4 separate regions of the Sus scrofa genome follow, and all the other regions are linked to region 4. A link is a contact called in public HiChIP or PLAC-seq and promoter capture Hi-C data. All regions are on one chromosome and are shown on one strand. The core of a region is the stretch at or near the end of the contact, and the rest is flanking DNA. Distances in the headings are between cores, read along the strand shown.

What was found. Promoter capture Hi-C pulls out the DNA fragments that hold promoters and counts their contacts. HiChIP or PLAC-seq counts read pairs in DNA pulled down with a chosen protein or histone mark.
Region 1: a contact with region 4 is called in a promoter capture Hi-C map of liver, with 8 times the contacts expected there. The contact joins the promoter of C3H2orf42 here to the promoter of SNRNP27 in region 4. A contact is called at or near these places in 3 of 5 promoter capture datasets (fetal skeletal muscle and liver), 2 of 47 Hi-C or Micro-C datasets (epiblast stem cells and heart right ventricle) and 1 of 2 datasets of contacts at active chromatin or transcription factors (alveolar macrophages).
Region 2: an H3K27ac HiChIP or PLAC-seq map of alveolar macrophages shows a contact between it and region 4. The contact joins the promoter of PCYOX1 here to the promoter of SNRNP27 in region 4. A contact is called at or near these places in 1 of 5 promoter capture datasets (fetal skeletal muscle), 4 of 47 Hi-C or Micro-C datasets (adipose tissue, blood, embryonic fibroblasts and 1 more) and 2 of 2 datasets of contacts at active chromatin or transcription factors (alveolar macrophages and skeletal muscle).
Region 3: an H3K27ac HiChIP or PLAC-seq map of alveolar macrophages shows a contact between it and region 4. The contact joins the promoter of TIA1 here to the promoter of SNRNP27 in region 4. A contact is called at or near these places in 2 of 5 promoter capture datasets (fetal liver and fetal skeletal muscle), 4 of 47 Hi-C or Micro-C datasets (adipose tissue, blood, embryonic fibroblasts and 1 more) and 2 of 2 datasets of contacts at active chromatin or transcription factors (alveolar macrophages and skeletal muscle).

The regions. Positions count from the first base shown.
Region 1 is chr3:72,288,152-72,290,851 of Sscrofa11.1, reverse strand. It overlaps C3H2orf42 (chromosome 3 open reading frame, human C2orf42), which reads right to left and starts at 1,268. Exons shown (of 10, transcript NM_001243818.1): 1 at 1,216-1,268.
Region 2 is chr3:72,222,201-72,224,900 of Sscrofa11.1, reverse strand. It overlaps PCYOX1 (prenylcysteine oxidase 1), which reads left to right and starts at 1,296. Exons shown (of 6, transcript XM_003354779.4): 1 at 1,296-1,502; 2 at 2,602-2,700. The coding sequence starts at 1,379.
Region 3 is chr3:72,239,119-72,241,818 of Sscrofa11.1, reverse strand. It overlaps TIA1 (nucleolysin TIA-1), which reads right to left and starts at 1,284. Exons shown (of 13, transcript XR_002342584.1): 1 at 970-1,284. It overlaps TRNAG-CCC (a tRNA gene), which reads right to left and starts at 1,607; the gene lies at 1,537-1,607.
Region 4 is chr3:72,564,693-72,567,392 of Sscrofa11.1, reverse strand. It overlaps SNRNP27 (U4/U6.U5 small nuclear ribonucleoprotein 27 kDa protein), which reads left to right and starts at 1,370. Exons shown (of 6, transcript XM_003481192.4): 1 at 1,370-1,492; 2 at 2,435-2,555. The coding sequence starts at 1,459.

The DNA.
Region 1 (2,700 bases), core at 19-2,518, 280 kb after region 4:
AGAGCTGCAGCTGCCAGCTTACTCCACAGCCACGTCTTCAACCTGTGCCACAGCTTACGGCAATGCCAGATCCTTAACCCAATGAGCAAGGCCAGGGATCAAACCCCCATCCTCATATACTTATAGGGTTCTAAAATCATTCTCAATCTGATTCAGAATCTGTTGTCTCAGAAGAAGTGACTGGGGACTTGAAAAATACAAAGTGGGAGGGAGATGTACAATTCGCTGTTTTGTACTATCTGAATTTTAAACCGTTACTAGTATTACTTGTTAGATTCTATGCTGAAAGCATATATAAACAAGTAACACAACTTGTAAACAACCTATATTTGAATCCTGCCTAAGAAAGGGTCTCCTCTTCCCCAGCAAGTTTACTAAACAGCCTCCTCAATCAGATGGCGTTAAAGGGACTGGGGCTGGAAGAGCTACCCCACGAACATTCCTTGAACTACTGGGTTTTCAGCCCGTTACTCTTTGCAGGGCTATACAGTTTGGTGAATGCTGTTTAATGCTTGTGAAGCACAGTAAGTGAAGAGAATAAAGGGTCACCTTGAATAAGACATAAACTTGCTAATGTTTACTGAGTACAAGTAAGCCCTTCCCATGCATTTACTCATGTATTGCTATGTATTGCTCACCACGATCCTGTGAAGTAGGTACTATTTTACCCATCTTGGAGATGAAGAAGTTGGCTCAGAGAAAGTAGTGATTTGATTAACATCCCTCAGCCAGTCTCCAGATAACTTAACGTGAGTTTGCAATCTGGATTCCTTGTCAAACCACAAGTGAGAGGAAAGGGCAGGACCATAAGCCAGGACTCTCAATTCCAGGTCCGGGGTGCTTCCATTTGCCCTGCGATGCCTCAGGATAATGGAGAAAGGCCACCGGGGCTAAGCCGACCACAGCCCAGTCACGCGGCCTGCAGGACGATCACCTCCCACCTGGCTTCCGGGACCGCCTGCCCCTTGACGCACTACCCGGGACCAGCTTCCCGGCAGCCTCCCCGCGCGACCGCTTACTTCCGGTCCTAAGTAGGCCCGAGCAGAAGCATCACCTGGCCGGTACCCTGCCCTCGGGACACGCTATGCGCCGGGACTCCCGGCTCTACGTCCTTGTCCCATAGCCGCACCCCCCTTCTTTTAGCACAGCCCCCCTTACCTGCCCTGCGCAACCCACCCCGCGGCCCTAGGCCCCCACGCTGATGACCGCCCTCACCTCCTCTCTCTTCTCCTGCCGCGTCCTTTTACAAACGCGGCCAAACTGTTCGCTGTAACGACAGTCGCTATTGGTCAGAGCCGCCCACGCGCGGCTAGAGCACGCCTACCTGGGCTCGCGTTGTCTGACGGGAGTTGTAGTTTCCTCCTTTTGGAGCCAGCTGACTATTGCTGCGGAATCCGATGGTGGAATCTACGCTGACCTGACGACTGTACAGTTTAGGTTCTTTGCTGTGCCTAGAGTGCTTCTGGCCGACCCTGCTGGTGCTGGAAGCCCAGAGCTCTAGGATTAGTCGTCACTGTTTTAGGCCTGAGCGAGTCCTAAGTCTGAGTAGAATTCCATTGACCATTGATGAAAAAAATCTCCTTAGATTTTCTGCATTATTAGCAGATGTCAGATGCGAGCGATTTAGTGTTCTGTCAAGGGAGTCTTGTTCACCAAAGAATTCGTTGTTTCTATCACTTGTGTGTTTGCATCAGGTCATCTTTTTCTCCCTTAATTACACTCTGACATATTACTTGAATGTTTCCCTTATAATGAGTTGTTATTGGCTTCTGGTGTGACCTAGTTTTGATTATTGGAATCACACAGAATAAATCTGAATACTCTTTGTTGACAATAGTTCATGAGTTAAAATGTGTCAAGGGTGAGGCCTGTGTGTGGGAAAACTCTGGAATGAGATTTCCTACACCTTTGGCTTTCATACTGCTCCTTATTAGTGATGGCACTGTGGACTGGGTGGCTGAGAACTGTCACATGAAATAGTATGAATAAATAAAAAGGTGAGAACTGTGGTTCAGTTGTATTCTGGGTTATAAGACTATAAGCCCAGAGACAGCCTCTCAGATAGTTCTGAGGAAGAGCTCCAAAAAGATATGGAGGGAGGTCATATATCTAAGAGAAGGAGTATGTGCAATCAAGCACACATCTTGTTAGAAGGTTGCTTCTGGTCACAGGACACAGCTATCTTAGCTAGTAATTTTAGTGCTCTTCTAAGTATGGGAAGATACAAAAAAATGGATTCATAAAATCTTCTTCTGAAAATATTTATCTGAAGTCCTGTTTTGCCAGTTTTCCCAGAGCAGAGAGTACCTCAATCCTAATCTGCAAACTGAAAGTCTGTGACTGCAGTGGATAATGACTTTAACCTTGTGGAACCAGATGGTGAGTGACATTCTTTAGTTAGCAGAACCTTAGTCTTCTCAACTATTAATAAGACAAATGGACTTTTCCAAGATTAAGGTTTGTTATGTTGTTTCTTAAACTGGAGGTAGGGGGAGGTGGGCACATTTTTTCCAGGAAATTTTTCCAATTTTGCTTATTTCAATTTATAAGGTTTTTTTTTTTTCTTTTTTTTTAGGGCTGCAACTGCAGCATATGGAGGTTCCCAGGCTAAGGGTCAAATCGGAGCTGTAGCTGCCTACACCACAGCCACAGCACCACCAGATCCAAGATGCGTCTGTGACCTACACCACAGCTCATGGC
Region 2 (2,700 bases), core at 47-2,546, 340 kb after region 4:
TCCAAATATTCACCTGGTCCACTCTCTCAATTATTGCAAACTTTTGTTCAAGTGCCATCCTGCTCAGTGAGGCCTGATCTGACTATCCTATTTAAAATTGCAAGCCATTCTCCACTTTTTTTTCCTCCACTCTATATTATGTCATTTGCTTACTTATTCTAATTGTCATTTGTTTCCCTTCACTAGAATGTATACGTCATTAGGATAAATATTTTAAAAATTGTTTTGTTCACTGGTTTTTCTCAAGTACCTATAATAACATTGCCTGCCACGTGGAAGGAGCTCAATAAATAATTGTCCACTAAGTAAATCCTTTATTTTGCAGTAGTTTAAACTTTCTTTTTATTTAACTTATTTTCCTTCCATCCATATACTGTTCTTCACATTCACGTACTAGTTTTTCTCCCCCCCCTTTTTGATTGGGTGTGATATATGTAGATATAGATATAGATATGTATTTTAAGGGCCACATTTAGAGCATATGGAAGTTCCCAGGCAAGGGGCAAATCTAAGCTGCAGCTGCCAGCAACAGCCACAGCCACAGCCTGGCCAGATCTGAGCCACATCTGTGACGTACAGCACAGTTCAGAGCAACGCTGGATCCTTAACTCATTGAGTGGGGCCAGGAATCAAATCTGAGTCTTCATGGATACTAGTCAGGTTCCTAACCTGCTGAGCCACAATGCGAACTCCCTGGGTGGGATATTTTAATTACAGAAATAGTATCATATGACACCCATCACTTTCTCAACAGCTTTTATGACCGAACAATACTGGGACAATAGATACAAAGCCTGCATTCTTTTAAATGTTTGCCTAATGTTCCGTATGATACGAGTACACACACGACTTTCGTTTATATCTGTTACTATTTTTCCACTTCCTTCAGTTTGGACCACCCCATCCCTGGTCTCTGTCATTTTCCCTTTCACCTAGCACCCTTTACCCAGTCATCTTGTACCCAACAAATCTCGAACATAGTGAACACGGTGATCACTCAGTAAGTATTTGGGGCACCCTTGTCCGTTTCTAACAGTGGTTTGCTGTGTGCATTCTTTGAGCCTGAGCGATTGAATCAACAGAAGAGGGCAGTATTGATGAAATTAAAAGCTGGGGTGAGCCTCCTCTGGGGCCTTTGGCAACTCCCTGAAGCAGCCTGGGCTTCAGAGGTGCAAGGAGGACTTGGGGGACCGAGAGGATTGCGTTGTAGCTTCTGGAGGAAGGGTGGCCTTGGAGTATCAGGTGCCTGAGCTGGGGACGGGCCTGGGCGGGGCTTGGAGGGGCGAGGCCAGCTAGGGGGCGGGGCGAGCGGAGAGCGCAGGCTCAAATGCGGGCGGACCGCCGGGCGCTCTAGTACGACTGCAGCACTGGGAGAACCATGAAGCCCCTCGCTGGCGGGCTCCCCTGCTTCTTGACTTTCGGGCTGTGGCTGGGGCTGCTACTTCTGTGCAGCTGGGGGTGCCCCGGGAGCGCCGCGCCGCGGTCCCCGCCAGAGAAGATCGGTAGGCGAGAAGGAGGCAGCGCAGGGCGGAGGTGGCGGGAATAAGCCCGGTGCCTGGCGGCGGCAGGCTGATACACTAGGCCCGGCACCTGTGACACCCGCCGAGCAGCGCCGAATGAGCCCTCCGCGCAAGCGGAGCCCATTCCGGCTCGCGCCCCAGGGACCGCGCTTTCCCGAGGGTGAAGACATCTCCATTTGAGGAGTTGGCTGTAGAGGGGTAGACCTGGGCCGGGGAGCGGGAGCCAAGCGTCCCTGCGGCCCCTGTCTCGGAGGCCTGGGGCTCCGAGGAGGCTGAGGCCCCTCCTGCCGACTTCTCTTGCTGCAGTTGCGGGAGGACAGTCCCCTGGTTGGTCCGGGAGCGACAGGCCGCTTCCGCTCTGCAGTTGAGAGGCCCACGAGGGCACAGCACACCGAGCAGTGCAAACAACCTGACCGCGCTGACCGCGTCTCCTTCCCTTGATGGGCTTCGGCGCCCTCGCCGCCCCGCCCCGCAGCTCTACCCATTCCCCAGCCCGGCCCGGCTGCTCCGCTGAAGTTTGCCTGCTCGCAGAGGCCACTGGCTTGCACAGTTTTCTGCCTAGAACGACTACACAGCCGAAGCATTCACTCTTAGTTTCAGTCTTTTTGGTGTTTTGCTCTGTTTTCTTTTGCTTTGCTTTTTAAATTCCCCTTAAAGCTGTGTTCTTTGGGATCATTAACCTGTTCACATTAACGAGACAGAGCAAATGTAGGCAAAAATGGCGGCCACTTTATTTAAAATGCGTGCTGGAAGGGCCCCACCTCCTCTGTTCCCATGTATTGGTCACAAAGAATGGTGTGCGGGCCACTTGGTGCCTCCGCAAAGAACTGTGAGAATCTTGGGGCATTGGGGGAAAAAAATTAGTGTCAGTTTGTAAGTTTATCTATTATCACTTTTGCCTGGAGGCAGTGACTGTCCAGATTCAGAGTTCTATCTTCACAGCAGCTGTCACTTGCCTCCCTGTCCCCAGGCTTCCCTAAGTTGTTAATAGCCTAAAGTAACGTCTGTTAACAGTCTTTCAAAAAACGAAACCTACAAAGCTGATAAGAGGGAAAAAACTGTTTCTTTTTTCCCCCTCTAGCGGTCATTGGAGCTGGAATTGGTGGCACTTCAGCAGCCTATTATCTGCGGCAGAAATTTGGGAAAGATGTGAAGATTGATGTTTTTGAAAAAGGAGAGG
Region 3 (2,700 bases), core at 35-2,534, 330 kb after region 4:
TGGAGAAAAGCAACAAAGGCAGGATCACCTCATCCGACTATACTTGGAAAAACAAAGAATGCTGGGGAAGGCTACATGACAAAGAAAAGATCCCAAACGAAGATCATTTAACACTACCTCTAAAAATTCCCAGAGGTGACTAAATACGTTAAGGTACTTATTAATTGCTGCTTCATTAAAAACTCCCCAGTCCTTCAGAGTCATGTCAATCACAAAAGTAGAAGGCGAAGATATAAACGTATTAGATCCACTTCCCCTTAGTAGATCTATCCCTCCGGGTGAGATTTCCATTTGAAAAAACAAACAAAAAAACCCCCAAACAAACAAACAAACACAGCACTTTCAAAATCCTCAAGGGGTCCGATTTTAGACTTTTTCATCTGGAGAGGGGGTGCCACAGAAGGAAAGCCAAAGAAAAGTTCAAAGAAAAACATCTGGCTTTTTTTCCAGTTGGCAACTGCGGGAATAAAGTTTACCTCCCGGAAAATGAGTCCAAACATTTTCAAGAGAAGAATGCCTATCAACGAGAAGGAAATGAAAGGAAGAGTTTCTGGGAAAAAAACTAAAATGAAAGGAAATAAAGCTCGAAAAGAGGTTAATCGAGAAGCCGGGGTGGGGGGGGGGGAGAAGAAAAGCGTGGGACAAAAAGGCTCGCCAAGTTCTAAAGAGGTTTGAATTAAAAAGTCTTCTCCTGGCCTAAAACCACAGAAGGCCCCGGGCGAAGCCAAAAGCCACGCTGTGGGGTAGTAAACGTGTAGGGACTAATTTAGAGGGTTGAGCCCCCTCTCCCTCCAGCTCGTCCTCTCACAGCCGGGGTCTCGGTCCCTAGGCAGCCAGGTGAGCGCCTAAAATAGGAGCCACGAAATCGCGGCGTCCACGGGGAACAATAGGCTGAGCAACGGCGCTGAGCCGAAGCCTCGCTCCGGGACCACCACCATCCCGCCCCCCTCATCGCTGCCCCAGACTCACAGAGTCTTAGGCATCTCGTCCTCCATGGCTGCTGCTGTCGCGGCGGCGCCTCTGAGTCCAGCTCCCTACGCTTTACTACCTCACAAATCTTTTGAGCGGCTATGGCTGCGGAATAGCGGGGGTTTCTTGGCTGACCGGAGGTTACTCCGCCTCCTTCTTCGACAGCAATGACACTAAACCACCCGGCCCAGAGCGAACAATGAAGCCCCGATACAAGATGGCGGCGAGCCGGGAGCCTTGGAGCCGCCAGCGAAGTGACCCGGGCCGCGCAGGCGCAGAAGAATCTTGCACTTTCAACCTCCCGGCCGCCAGGCTACACCTCAGTCCATACATTCACTTGTTGCGCAGCCGCTCTTCCAACCACGCCAGGGATTTGTCTCAGACTGCGCAGGCGTGAAGGTTAACTATTTCAGGACTACAGTAAACTTTATTGAATTCCACCTCCCGATTCGAATGTTTCAACGGTGAATTATAATGAAATATAAATATTCGTGGAAATGAAAAGTTCGAAGTGTTTCTACAAGAAGAAAAAGCTATAAAAATAATCTAAGGCAAAGCAAAAGGCCATGCGCCGCCCGGGAATCGAACCCGGGTCGCAAGAATGGGAATCTTGCATGATACCACTACACCAGCGGCGCTGACGGTAATGCTTCTTGCAGAAATGCTTTAGAACTAATAGCAAGCAAACTTTCGTTCCCGAACAGCTATGAGGAAGGTTCGTTCACTCCTTTAAAAACAAAAGCCTATTGCTACTTTCCCTTAATGTAAGTGATGATTTCTCTCATTCCAATACAGTTAAATGGATGTTCCTACTTTTTCAGTACGGAAAAATCTCATTTAAAATTTGTTTTTAAACTTAAAAAGTAAGAGTTTCATTAAGAAGAATTTGTCTTGTTGGTGTTAAGCAGCTTTTTGAAAGCCGGGCATGTATTTCCAGATTTTTGCGGAGTTTTTCTTTATGTACTCAGTGTACATTGGAAAATATTAAAGAAATATTTATTTAATGCAAATCGGTCCCAAGAATTCTAAAACCATATGAATTGGGGCATATACAAGTTTCAGTCCTTTTGGGGTGGGTGGGGGGGAGGCAGAAAAATTAGGGTTCTGAAATGTACTTCAATATACTCATTATGCATTTTGTATTGCATTTTATAATTTATGTGAAAAAATTTAAACATTGGGGAATGTCCGTGTTCAAAAATGTGATCTCTTCTTTGAAGTAGTTCCTTTAGACTGTGATAATTTTGGATTACCATTTTTGGACTTGTCTTTAGAATCTGTTGCACATTCTTAGGATTTCATTCAAAGATATCAAATATTAGTCTTTTGAGGATGAATAAGACAAATGTTAATAGTAGATTGTATTTTTTTAAGAAACTTTTTGAGATATAATTTGCATAATGTACATTTCTTCCATTTAAAATATGCAGTTCAGTGTGGTTTTTTTAGTGTATTCACAGAGATGTGTAGCCATCTCATAATCAATTTTAGCACACTTTCACCATCCTGAATAGGAAAGCTGTACAATTAGCAGTTACTTCCTATTCCCCATCCCGCCCCTCTCCCCAACCCACTATTTTTGTGTTTCTATAAATTTGTCTATTCAGGACATTTCATATTGTCTCTGAAAAATTAATAGTCAACCTTAAAAATTAATAGTCAACCTAAGAAAGAAATAGAGAATTTTATTTGAGCCAACCTAAAGATTATAACCCAGGAGACAGTCTTTCA
Region 4 (2,700 bases), core at 121-2,620:
TCCACCTTACCAATTGGTACCATTTTAGTACAGGCCACTGTAATTTCCAATATAGATTATTGTACCTTCTTCCCTATGTGTTTTCCCCTCTAGTGAAAACTCCACATTACACAAAGTATCCTCTGAATAAACTCAGTTGTGATTCCCTCTCATCCTCAAAACCCTTAAAAGGCTCTCAATTGCTTTTGCCTCAGGGTAATTCTTTACCGTAGCTCACGAGGCTTCTAGCCTCTACCTTTCCCTCCTTGCTCCCTAGGTAGCTGCCATACTTTAGTTCTTTACTTTCAGCCTGTCCTCTCCCTTGCCTCTTGCCCTGGCACCTGCAATCTCTGCCTGGATAATCTTACACCTGTCCCCACCACAGAAGTCACCCCATTTTACCTGACTAATTGGTATTTCAACCTTAAGGTCTTGTTTGAACATCATTTCCCCCTGGAAACTTTTCTTGACAACCCTCCCCCTCAAAGCAGGTACCCCTATTATGTACACATAATATCTTGATCAGCCCCATCAATGCATCTTGACACTATACTTGTTTGTATCCCTCACTTGACTGCACCCTAGTCAAGAGCTGACTTGTGTCTTTTGCACTGATTAATACTCTGGTACATAGGTGTGTAATATTTGTATGAATAATTTTATTAATCATACCTTTTTAATTTTTTTCTGGTGTTTTGTCATCTAGGGCATTGCTGAGACTGCCCTTCCTGGGGCCAGCTAATTCCCAGAGACAGCAAAAGATTTCCTTCTGACCGTGCCTTTCATATGCAGACTAGCCAGTGGAAAGCCTGTACTCAGCAACCCACCTTCCCTGCCAAACTCGGGAGTATAGGCATCGGACAGCCCCTACATCCCAAGGCCCGCTGAAATTATTCAAATTAGTAATCGTAAACCTGTTTAGCTAACATGCCTGCCTCTGCTATTCCTTCCCACAAAACTCAATAAAAGCTCTCACCCATGTTTTCTTTCCCTTTGCTTCTCTGCCACCTGATCCACCCTAGTGTTTCCCCGTGTGGACTTAAACTGTTTGTACGTGCAATATTTAGAATTGGTCTGATATGAAATATGCATGTGGACAAGACAGTTGCAAAGGAAAATGAGGGAAAATGAGGTCTGTGTTAGTGTGGTTTATATACAGCCCTTCCCAGACATTTCTGTAACAGCATCAGGTAGCATAGTTTAAGGCCCACAGAGAAGATGGGGAAGCCACCGCGAAAAGGGGGGTTGGAGGGAGAGAGATGCCAACTCTGTTCTCAACTGAATCCCTACACTGTGAGAGGGAGCGTCGCGGCGTAGCCGCTAGAGTCACAACAAGCTCACTACCGCCTCCAGGCTTTAGAAACCGGAACCCTGGCGAGTCGTTTGTCGTTTTCCAGTCGGCGGTGAAAGGTCAGTTCCGGGCCCCCCGGAAGTTGCAAAGTCGTTTCCGGGGCGGTGTGAGGTGGAAGAGGACTCCGAATGGGTCGCAGCCGCAGCCGCTCTCCGCGGAGGGGTAAGTCCAGAAGCACTTTTTAGGATCTGGGGCTCCGCTGGAGACCTGTTCCCCCTTTCCCCCCAGTTTAGGGGCAGCAGAGGAGGCGACCCTTTCTTCCTGAGGAGAAGAGCGGAGGTAGATGGGGGAACGAAGACCCGGGCCCTACACGCTTCAACCCTCCGGTTTGAAGGCAGTTTTATTCCAAAGTTAGGGTTTGGCCGAGACTTTGTCAGCCTCGTACAGTAACCTTTATTGTCGTGTGGCTGGGGCATTTAGAATCAGACCATGTTTCCCTTGATTTGTAAGTGGCCGAATGCAAACCGTCCAATCTTCCTGTGTCCGAATTCCAGTAATAATTAGACATGGGGGTGGGGTGGGTGGGTAACACTATTTTTAAAAACTGCCGTGAAAATTGATGACACACTCCGTAACACTCAGCGTATGGTAACCGCCAGGTTCTTCGATGCTCAGTGTTTCCTTTCCAGTTTATAGGGAAATCGTTGTTTGGGAGTTTTTGTGCAGGGAGCTCACTTCGTAATGTCTTCTGGCCCCCGTCCCCACAAAGGGGTAGAGAAGCCGAGACTTCGATCGGGAGATCTCACTTAGGCCCTTGGCTCTGTCCCCTTGTTCAACTAATCAGATTTGATCTTAAAAGTTAACATGATCTCAATCTGAATTGAGAACTCCTGTTTTTAAGTGTAGAATACACACCAGATTTCCTTGATTTAGTGCAGGGAAAAAATATAAAATATCTAATATTTCTTTGTAACAGTACATGTAAATGATAATAGTTTGACTATATTGTGTTAAATATATACTGTTAAAATTAATTTTGTCAGTGTCTTTTTTACTTTTTTAATGTGACAACTAAAAGTGGCTCACATGATAGTTCCGTTGGATGACGCAGCTATAGGTGTTTGAAGTAATTTTTGACTCTGCAATTTTGTGTGTTTGTGTTAGAGCGTAGGAGATCCCGGTCCACATCCCGGGAGAGAGAACGCAGGCGCCGAGAAAGGTCCCGGTCCCGCGAGCGAGATCGGAGAAGGAGCCGCTCTCGTTCCCCCCACAGAAGACGTTCCAGGTAAGTGCAGAAAATTATCAGAAGTTTTACCGCAAGTCTCACGCAACTGCGTAAGTATTCACTGCCCTTAACTTTGTTTGTATCACTTATAAAGGGACTTAATTTCCTGAAATGAAGGGAACTTCATCCTATGAGGTTTATTCTA